3 separate regions of the Sus scrofa genome follow, and regions 1 and 3 are each linked to region 2. Evidence: chromatin contacts called from public Hi-C data. All regions are on one chromosome and are shown on one strand. Each heading gives the region's core, a stretch centred on a gene start, on an enhancer-like site or on the middle of the called end of the contact. The rest is flanking DNA. Distances are from core to core; before and after follow the strand shown. Region 1 holds the start of WDR24 (WD repeat-containing protein 24). Region 2 holds the start of PIGQ (phosphatidylinositol N-acetylglucosaminyltransferase subunit Q). Region 3 holds the start of RHOT2 (ras homolog family member T2).

Region 1 (2,998 bases), core at 14-2,513, 92 kb before region 2:
GTTCAATCCCTGGCCTCGCTCAGCAGGTTAAGGATCTGGTGTTGCTGTAAGCTGCGGTGTAGATTGCAAACACTGCTCCCATCCCGCATTGCTGTGGCTGTGGTGTAGGCTGGCAGCTACAGCACCAATTCAACCCCTAGCCTGGGAACCTCCATATGCCCCAGGTGTGGTCCTAAGCAAAACAAAACAAAACAAAACAAAAGATTCGCAGGAAGGGTCGGGGAGTTCCTGTTGTGCCCCAGCGGGTTAAGAACCTAACACGGTGTCCATGAAGATGCAGGTTCAAACCTTGGCCCTGCTCAGGGGGTTAAGGATTTGGCTTAGGCCTGCAGCTGTAGCTCCGATTCCACTCCTAACCCAGGAACTTTCACATGTCCCAGGTGCGGCCTTAAAACAAACCAAAAAGGGGTCAAGGATGTCTTAAAAACTCACAGTGCAGCTAGGAGAGATGGGGACTCATACCCAGGAGAGAAAAGGAGGCTCTGGGAGGATCACTGATGTAGCCAGTTGTGTGGAACAGGTGGGGGTCCGGCACAGGAGCTCTTGTGGGCAGAAAGAGACATGCTCCCTGCCTGGTAGGGTTCACACTCATTTGCAACAGAAGGTAACTAGCATACAAAGGGAAGGGTCGTGACAAGTGCTGTGACGGTAACAGTTGACTGTATGGGCCAAGTTAGATGCGGTGGCCCAGAAAGGCCCCTTAACCAGCCACTCAGCTGAACCCTGCTAGATGAGGAGATGCAGCGGAGGGCGAGCGAGCCCGTGCGACGGCCGCGAAGCAGGAGAGAGCACGGCCGGCTGGAAGCCGCCATGGCTGGAGGTGCTCGGGGAGAGGAAGAGGCCAGGAGTTTGGGATTTCTTCACAGAGCATTGGGGACTTAAGGAGAATCTTAGGCCGACGAGTAGTACCTGTACGCTGTGCGCGTTCGGATCAGGGGGAACGAGGGACGCAAGGAGAGCGGTTACGGGGCTGCGCCCGGGATCGGGTGGGAGGGAGAGGGAGGGGGCGGAGACGACGGAGGGACTCGGGACTCGGGACTCGTTTAGGGTTGCCCGGACTTGCTGACGTACCTTCGCGGAGAGATGAGCACTGGTGTTAACATACTGTAATAAAAAGGCCACCAGCCGAGGCGGAACCGAGGGAACCCCTCTACCCTCGTCCCGGTCCACCCCTCCGCCTCCAGCAGCGGGGCTCCTCGACCCGGAACTTTTGTGGTGTGGGACCCGCTTCCGGTGAGAGACTGGCAAGAAAAGGACCACATCCGGTGAGGGGCGTGAAAGAGAAGGAGTGCTTCCGGTGCGGCGGTTCCGGCCCGGCCCGGCAGTGTTAGCGAGGGGTTCGGTTTCTCTCCGAAGGAACGACTTCTCAGTTCGTCTGGCTCTGTCTCGGTGCCGGCTGCCCCCGCTCCCTCGCCGCCTCTGTGCCGCCGGCCTCTTCTGCTTCCGGTCCCGCCAGACCCCCCTCCGCGCCCCGGGGCTCCTTAAGCAGCTCGATCCTTGAAGTCCCCCCGTGTCCCCTGTGCCTCTATAGCCTGTGTTCTCCGGGCCCCTCTAGTCCTTCTGCCCCCTCCCCTGAGGGCGGCTCCCCGGGCGAGACAGACCGACCGAAGGCCCAGTGACGGTCCTGATCTGGCAGTTGGGGGTTTGGAGAGGTGGCCTGGCAGGTACGATCTTCTTCAGAAGTGAGACATGGGACTGACTGGCCTCGAGGCAGCCATGGCGCCTTCTGACTGCCCAGCTAGGGGGATGGAACTTTCCTATCACACTGATTAACCGTAGACTGCCCTGGACCGGCTCCCGAGACTGACCAACCGAGGCCTAAGCCGTTTTGAAGGAACTACCCAGCTGACAGGCACTAGCCAATCCCCCCTCTCCCGCCCCCGCCCCCATCAGGCCTGCCCACCTCACTGACCTTTCCCCACCACTACGCGTGCAGCTATGGAGAAGATGTCCCGGGTGACCACAGCCCTGAGTGGCAGTGCACTGACAGGTCGCACCATGCACTGCCACCTGGACGCGCCAGCCAACGCCATCAGTGTGTGCCGTGACGCGGCCCAGGTGGTCGTGGCTGGCCGCAGCATCTTCAAGATCTACGCCATCGAGGAGGAGCAGTTTGTGGAGAAGCTGAATCTGCGTGTGGGCCGCAAGCCCTCGCTCAACCTGAGTTGCGCAGATGTCGTCTGGCACCAGATGGATGAGAACCTGCTGGCTACGGCGGCCACCAACGGTGTGGTGGTCACCTGGAACCTGGGCCGGCCGTCCCGCAACAAGCAGGACCAGCTGTTTACGGAGCACAAGCGCACGGTAAACAAAGTCTGCTTCCACCCCACTGAGGCCCATGTGCTGCTCAGTGGCTCCCAGGATGGCTTCATGAAGTGTTTCGACCTTCGCAGAAAGGACTCTGTCAGCACCTTCTCGGGTGAGGCCCTTGGAGGCGAGTCGGGCCGGTGTGCATCTCTGCAGGCGCCTGGCCTGTCTAGGCAGGTTGGGAAGTGCCGTGTGCATCACAGGCCCTCAGCTGTGCTTCCAGAGGGCTTCCTGGAGAAGGGGCAGGCCGAGCTGGCGCTGGAAGAGTGGGTGGAGGTCAGCGGAGGGGGGCGGGGGAGGCCTGGTGGAAGTGCGAGGCGCATCTGGAGTGTGCTCACAGCTCTGATGCACTTGTGGGGCCAGCCGGAGCTGAGGCTGAGCGTGGGATCGGGGAGAGGGCAGAGCCAGAGCAGATCCACAGCCACCCTGGGCAGCTGAGCAGTCTGTTTCTCTGCCTTGTCTTGCCTCAAAGCTCCAGACCACCTCATTTGCACAAAGTCTGCCTCCAGGGTCCTCAGCCCAGGGAAGCAGCAGCAGCACCGTGGTGTGTGTGTGTACACACTGCCTCGTCCCTCCAGAGGTCTTTTCCCTGTTGGCCCAGCTCCCTGATGACCCACCTCGAGCCGGCTCCCCCTTTTCCACCTCCAGGAGATCAAGTGAAGCACGGGGCAGAGCCCTCTGGGAATGGGGG
Region 2 (3,092 bases), core at 504-3,003:
ATTTCAGAAGAAGAGACACGAATCTAGGGCTCTGGGTTTTGCCCTTTACTGCAGTCAGGGACAGCTGTAAAGTGCTGACAGCCGGTTCCAATGACCCTGAATGCCCTTCCAAAGAGTCCACAGCGGGAACCAGGTTGGGCCAGAGGGACCCGGCTGGCCTCCCTTCACCCCACAGGGCCGGGACCAGATTCCTCGCCAGGGCACCCACGCCGCCCCGCCGCAAACGCGGGGCTTGGCGGACGGGCCCCAGGAGGACCCGGCGGGGCCTCACCGCCCTCCCAAGTCTCAAGCCCGCCCTGGCCGGCAGCGTCCCTATTTTACAAATGAGGAAACAGAAGCTCCGAGAAGCAGGAGGCCAGCGCGGCTCCGGAGACCCTCGGGCTCCCGGGTCTGTCGGGCGGCGCGGCGGGAGTCGGGACCACAGGCCGGCGGGGGCAGCTCCCCAAGGTCGCGCCGCAGGACGCTGGCCCGCCCCCTGAGTGCTCACCGGCTGCTCCCCGGGGCCGCCCCCTCGGGCGGCAGGGTCGGGATGGGGTTGGGGACAACGACGGGTGGGCCCGGGCGGACGACGGCGCTCACGGCCCCCAGCCCCGCCGCGGCCGTGCCGCGGGACAGGAGCCCCATTTCCGCCCGCTCCCGGCGTTGCCGCGCTACGGTCCGTCCCCAAATGTGCCCGGGCTGCCCGCCGGCCTCACGCACAAGCGTTCCCCGCATGCAACGTTCCGGACCCTCGAGCCAGTGTGGCCAGAATGACTCCCTTGTTGCCATAGCGTCCCCGTCTGCCCGACCCACGCCGCGCACCTTGGTCCTCCTCACGCTCTGTGCACAAAGCCCTTGTCCCACCTCCAGCCTACCCACAGTGTCCCCAACACCCCTGCCTTCCAGTCATCCACCTTGCCGCAGCCACCAAACCTCTCTCCCATCCCGAGTTTCCTCGTCTGGGGACCCATTAGACCTGACAAATGAGGATCCCCGCCCTCTCCTTGCCCCCCACCATCCAGGTGAAAGGACCCCAAGTCCTGGGTGGGATCTCCCGGCTCCCCTCTCCCAGCATCCTGGTTCCTGCAGGGGCCACGTGAGCTTGGAGGGCCAGCCCAGAGGCTGAAGCCATCCGATCTGATGGCCCCTCCTGCTCCAGGGAAAAATACCCCCAACACCAGCAGCAGCAACTAATGTTTACTGAGAACCGGCAACAGAACTTTCCACACTGACCCGCTAACCCACCGCCACCTCCGCAGAGCCGGAACATATAGGCGGGACCTTGTCAGGCAATGGCCCAAACCACAGACCCCTAAACCACAGTCCTTGTGAGAGGCAGAAGCATCCCTCACCAGCCGCCCGGGCAGGACTAGGCACTGTCCCCTCCCCCTGAAGACCCCCTCACTGGAACTGGGAGCAAGGCTGGGCCCCAGACTCAGAGTAACCCCGCACCTGCCCGCCCCTCCGGGCCTCCTGTTCCTGCTGTTTTTCAGCAGCAGGAGTCTGTCCTCACAAGAACTGTCCCCATGCCCTTGCAGCCTCGTTTGCGGAGGAGGAAACGACGGCTCAGACAGCCTCCTGTGGGAGAAGACGCCCAGGAGCCTGGAGGTTCACAGCTCAGCCACGTGACAGCCCAGGGCGCCTCCAGGGCAGCCCCTCTTCTGCCCCCCCTTACCTCGGCTGAGGCCAGAGAAGCTGCAGGAGGCTCAGAACCTGGGGCGCCTCTGAAAATGGGGGACTGTGAGGGGCCGCGCCCCTTCCCAGACTGCCCTGATGAGCCCAGCCCAGCCACACCCTCCCCGCCGGCTTCTGTCTGATTAGGAGGCAGGGGCTGCGGCGCCAGCGGGAGATCCTGCCTGGGGGAGGGCTGGCAGCTGGCCCAACTCTCCAGAGATCCCCAGGCTTCAGCTGCTGGCCCCGAAGGGCAGGCCTCCTGGGCCCTGGGGGCTGGGAGGCAGGTGATCCCGGCTGCCGAGCAGGACTGAATCCTCGCCCAGAGGAGGACAGGGGCCAGTGCAGGGCTCGGCACAGCAGCGCTCAGGAGGGTCAGCAAACGTGCAGGGTCAGGAAGGCATGGCCAGCACCCGCCTACCCTGAACTTTCCCCCACCGTGGTCCTGGCTGGAGCACGCACGGTCAGGGGCTACCCCCGTCCAAGCCCGCCTGGTCAGGCCAGCTCCAAGCAGTGCAGGTACGCTCTGAGGCAGCCATCCTCGGGGGGGGGGGCACAGGCCACACCCAGGGGCCCCCCAGTCCCTCGGACACCAGCCAGAGGGACACCCAGGCCCAGGAAAACAGGATCACCAGCACCTCTGCTCGTCTGCCACAGTGACACTGCTGCTGCATGGGTGCCCACGCCCACCAGGCTGCCAAAGTGGAGCCCACTCAGGTCCCCCAGGGAGCCCAGGGGCTGGCGGGCACTGACAAACAACTGCATGTCCCCAAACTCTTCACTGAGCAGGGACCCCCCCCCCAGGCCCAACATGGAGGTGGGGGCCAGCGGCTCCAGGGCAGGGTCCAGTGTTAAGCTGTGCCCCACCCCAAGAATGTAGTCTGTCACCAAGAGGTGGCCAAAATCATCCACAGCCAGCTCCTGGGGGGGCCCAGAAGGTGCCCACTGTCGCCCAGCGGCTGTGAGGGGCTCGGGCAGTAGGCTGCAGCACGCGGACAGCCCCACGAGCGAGATCACTGACCACCACGAGCCCAGCGGCTGTCACAGCCACATGGTCTGGCACGGAGGCCCCAGCCCCCAGCACATGGCAGGACAGGTGGCAGCAGGAGCGTCCCTCGAGGTCCAGCACGTGGACACAGGGTGCGTTTGCGCCGTCAGGAAGAGCAGGTCATCTGGAGAGCAGTGCAGACCCCGGGGCCCCCCTGACCGCCCTGAGGGGACCGGGATCCGTCCAGCAGCCGGGGGGTGGGGTGGGGGTCCAGGCAGGTCCAGTGCGAGGTTTGGGAGGCGGGTGCGCTGGCGGGGGAGGCCCAGGAGCCTGGAGAGCTGGTGGGTGGGTGGCCGGGCCTCTCCGAGCTGGTGCTGCACGGACCCACGTTTGGGGCGCAATACAAAGAGCACCCCACCGGGTGCCGAGAAGCGCCTCACGGTCCCCGCGCCCT
Region 3 (3,249 bases), core at 477-2,976, 71 kb before region 2:
CCATGAGGATCCCCAAAACACTTGTTAAGAGATGGGGTGCAAGTCGCCCCCACGTGGGGTGTGTGCAGAGAACCGGGGGCTGACCCGGCTGGGTGCCGGTGACAGGGGGACGGGCTGGGCAGAGAGCTCCCTTGCTCACCTTCTCGACGGTGGTCTCCTCCGACACGTCATATACCACACACACCACGCTGGCCTGTGGGCAGAGGAGCGGTGTGTGGTGTGATCTGAAGCTTCCTGCTCCACTCACAGACTGCACAGGATCAGGCTCAGGGACCACGGCAGCCCGCCCCTCCAGCTGGCGCTCCCCGGCCGAGTCACACCAGCGGCCACTCACACCTCAGGCAAACCCTTCCCTGCCTGCTCCCGCCACAGATGCCAGGCTCCAGGATGGCAGCTCTGGTCCAGTCCCCTGAGGGCTCAGGACAAATACGGCCACTGTGAAACTTGGCGCCGCCACCCCAGCCTCAGCCCTTGGCTCCCTGGTCACCACAGGCAGTGCCAATGACCAGGACCACAACACAGGGGAAAGGGCACCTCGACAGCTGCTGCAGGTAGCTGCGGCCTGCATCCTTGCCCAGTGGTACCCTCAGGACATAGCAGCAGCTGCTGGGGGATCAGGCAGGACTGCCGGGGCAGCGCCTACACCCCCAGCTTGGTCCAGGCACAGGTTCTCCTGGTGACAGGGAAGCAGAGGGTTGTGCGGCCCACAGCCTTGGCCACAATACCCACTGCAGCCCAGAGGCCCAAGACACCGGACTGAGTAAGGGGTGGGGAAGGACAGCTGGGCACAGCCGTTTAAGGGATCACTGTCACGGACCTGGAGGCTGCTCCCAAGGTCCACCGGGAGAGGGAAAGCCAGGGAGACCTGGCCAGCCATGTGGGCAGGAGGGAGGAAAGGTCCCTCTCTTCCCCAGCTCCCAACAGGGTGCATCACCGGCACCCCAATAACCCTTAGAGCTGACAGGTCACGGCAGAATTAACGAGGCTGCAGACTCGCTGGGCACCTTAATCTCATCCCTCAGAAGGTGAAGCCGATCAGGCCAAAAGCACCACCCCCGGGCCTGAGCCCTGACCCCAAGGCCCAGCACCTCCTTCCCGAAGCTTCAGAACACCCTGTACCTTCTGAATCTCGTCCTGGAGCTCCTCGGCTGTCTGCTCAGCTTCTGCATGGGAAAAAAACCCCACTGCGGACCTGCCAGAAGCGCCAGCTCCTGGACAGAACCGCGGGCCGAGGCCTCTGTACCTGAGTAATCCACGATGTGGGTGGGAACCTTCTCTGGGGTGACGTCCGCGGGAATGGTGATCTCTTCTGCCCGAGGGGGGACCTGGGGCAGAGGCGGCCGTGAGGGCAGCCGGGAAGGGCTGAGGGCGGCGGCGGCGCCCAGGCCTGGGCTCCCCCTGGGCGCGGGGCGTGCTCGGCCTTACCTCTTCGGGGAACTCCTCGCCCACCAGCGACAGGATCAATGACGTTTTTCCTACCTGGGCTGCGCGCGGGGGCGGAAGAGGCAGGCGGCGCGGTCAGCGCAACGGCCAAAGTGGCGGCGCCCCGCCCCAGCCACGACCAGCCGCTGCCCCAAGACCCCGACCCGGCTCCGGCCCCCGCCCGGCCCGGGCCCGGGCGCACACCCTCGCCCAGCAGCAGGATGCGCACGTCTCGCTTCATGGTGACCGCAGAGAGCGGCAGCCGAACCCGGACGCAGACCCCCGTCCCCGAACGCAACCTCGACTGCAACCCCTGCCCAGGCCCGCGCTCTACAGGCGCCCGCACTTCCGGCCCCAGCGCGCGCAGCCGCACTAGCTAGCGGGGCGGGGGCATGGACCAGAGCGCCTGGCTGCGCCGCGGCGCCACCGCGTGGGCGTGCTGGGCACTGCAGGCGCACCGCCGGCCGGAGGGGCAGGGCTTCTGCCCCAGGTGCCGCCGCCCCCCTCCCCCCCCCCCCCCCCCCCGGAGCTCGCAGGTGGGCAGGCCTCCAGGCCTCCCCTGCAGGGTCGGGGCAGGGAGCAGGAGGCCTAAGGGTAGGTCAACAGCTGATCTCAGGTCGGAAGGGACAGCCGAGCCCGGAAACAGGAGTCTGGAGAAGCCAGCAGACCTTGCTTTAATGCAACGCCCACATTTATTTGAACTGTACAAGGTGGAAACAAAATCCAGAAGGAAACGAGGCCACGAGCGCTTCACAGATGTGTGTTCAAGGTCTTGACTGACACAACACGCTCCGGGGCCAGCCTGGGGCGGAGCCCACAGAGCCACGTGGGCCCAGCACAAGGCCCTGGGCCAAGCCAACTTCTTAGCCAAGCCTCTGCCCAGGCCAGGCACCCGGCTGACCAGCAAGGCAAGCCCAACTTGGCCATCCTTGCAGCAGCTCAGGGGCCCACGACTTCCCACATCAGGATCTGTGTGTGGGCCGCCGTGAAGAGCAGCCGGGCAGATGGGGAAAACCTGCAGAGCTGCACTGAGTCGGCGTGGCCAGCAAAGTCCTGCACGGCCCCCGAGGCACAGTCCACCAGCCTCAGCATCTGTTCTGTGGGCGGACAGCAGGGTGGGGGGGAGAAGAGCCCAGGGCAGCTGGGGCGCTGGGGGCCCGTGCCCGACTCTGTGTAGCTCCAGGATCTGAGGATCCTCCAACCCACCCTGGCTCTGTCTCCAGCTGAAACGGGGGCCTCATGGGGGAACCTGCCTGCCCCCCCATCTCCAGATCCGATCTCTAACACCCCTGGAGGGGAGGTCCTCGCCCCAGCCACTTCAGGGACAAGGAGCTTGGGGCCCAGGTGTACCTACGTGGCCCCACTCAGGTCAGGCCAGAGTCCACGCCAGAGCTCAGCACTCACCAGCAAAGCCGACAGCCACAAGGCAGGCCCTGGGGGACAGGCTCATGGACACGGCGAGGAAAGGCAACGGGATCCTCTCCACCACCTGCAGGCAGCGAGCGTGAGGCCGTGGCAGGGGTTCCCATGGCCCTGAGACCCGCCCCTCCCCAGCACCAGGTCCTGCGGGCAGGTGCACATGCCTGCTTCTGCCGGAGGCTGTAGAAGAGCACCTCGTGGTGCAGGCCGAGGCCCACACATGCCAGCAGCGCCCCATCCCAGGGGCAGAAGGCAGCCAGGGACGGTGGCAGGCAGCCGGGCACCTGTGGAGAGTGTGGTGTTGGGAGAGGGTGGGCAGCATCTGCCCACCGGGCTATTGGGATTCTTACCTCTGTGAGGGCAGGCGCCGGGAAGCTCAGCCAGTCCACAAGCTCACAGTGGTTCTGC

Evidence for each region. A called contact is a pair of places that touch in the nucleus more often than the background predicts.
Region 1: a Hi-C map of retroperitoneal adipose tissue shows a contact between it and region 2, with 1.5 times the contacts expected there. The contact joins the promoter of WDR24 here to the promoter of PIGQ in region 2. A contact is called at or near these places in 2 of 5 promoter capture datasets (fetal liver and liver) and 2 of 47 Hi-C or Micro-C datasets (liver and retroperitoneal adipose tissue).
Region 3: a Hi-C map of liver shows a contact between it and region 2, with 3 times the contacts expected there. The contact joins the promoter of RHOT2 here to the promoter of PIGQ in region 2. A contact is called at or near these places in 2 of 5 promoter capture datasets (fetal liver and liver) and 2 of 47 Hi-C or Micro-C datasets (epiblast stem cells and liver).

The regions. Positions count from the first base shown.
Region 1 is chr3:41,084,152-41,087,149 of Sscrofa11.1, forward strand. It overlaps WDR24 (WD repeat-containing protein 24), which reads left to right and starts at 1,264. Exons shown (of 8, transcript XM_003124706.6): 1 at 1,264-2,419. The coding sequence starts at 1,939.
Region 2 is chr3:41,175,700-41,178,791 of Sscrofa11.1, forward strand. It overlaps PIGQ (phosphatidylinositol N-acetylglucosaminyltransferase subunit Q), which reads right to left and starts at 1,754. Exons shown (of 10, transcript XM_021086906.1): 1 at 1,655-1,754.
Region 3 is chr3:41,104,644-41,107,892 of Sscrofa11.1, forward strand. RHOT2 (ras homolog family member T2) reads right to left here and starts at 1,727. Exons shown (of 20, transcript NM_214325.2): 1 at 1,627-1,727; 2 at 1,426-1,484; 3 at 1,244-1,325; 4 at 1,120-1,163; 5 at 140-193. The coding sequence starts at 1,663. WDR90 (WD repeat-containing protein 90) reads right to left here. Exons shown (of 42, transcript XM_021086904.1): 39 at 3,192-3,249; 40 at 3,006-3,125; 41 at 2,827-2,911; 42 at 2,092-2,519. The coding sequence ends at 2,362.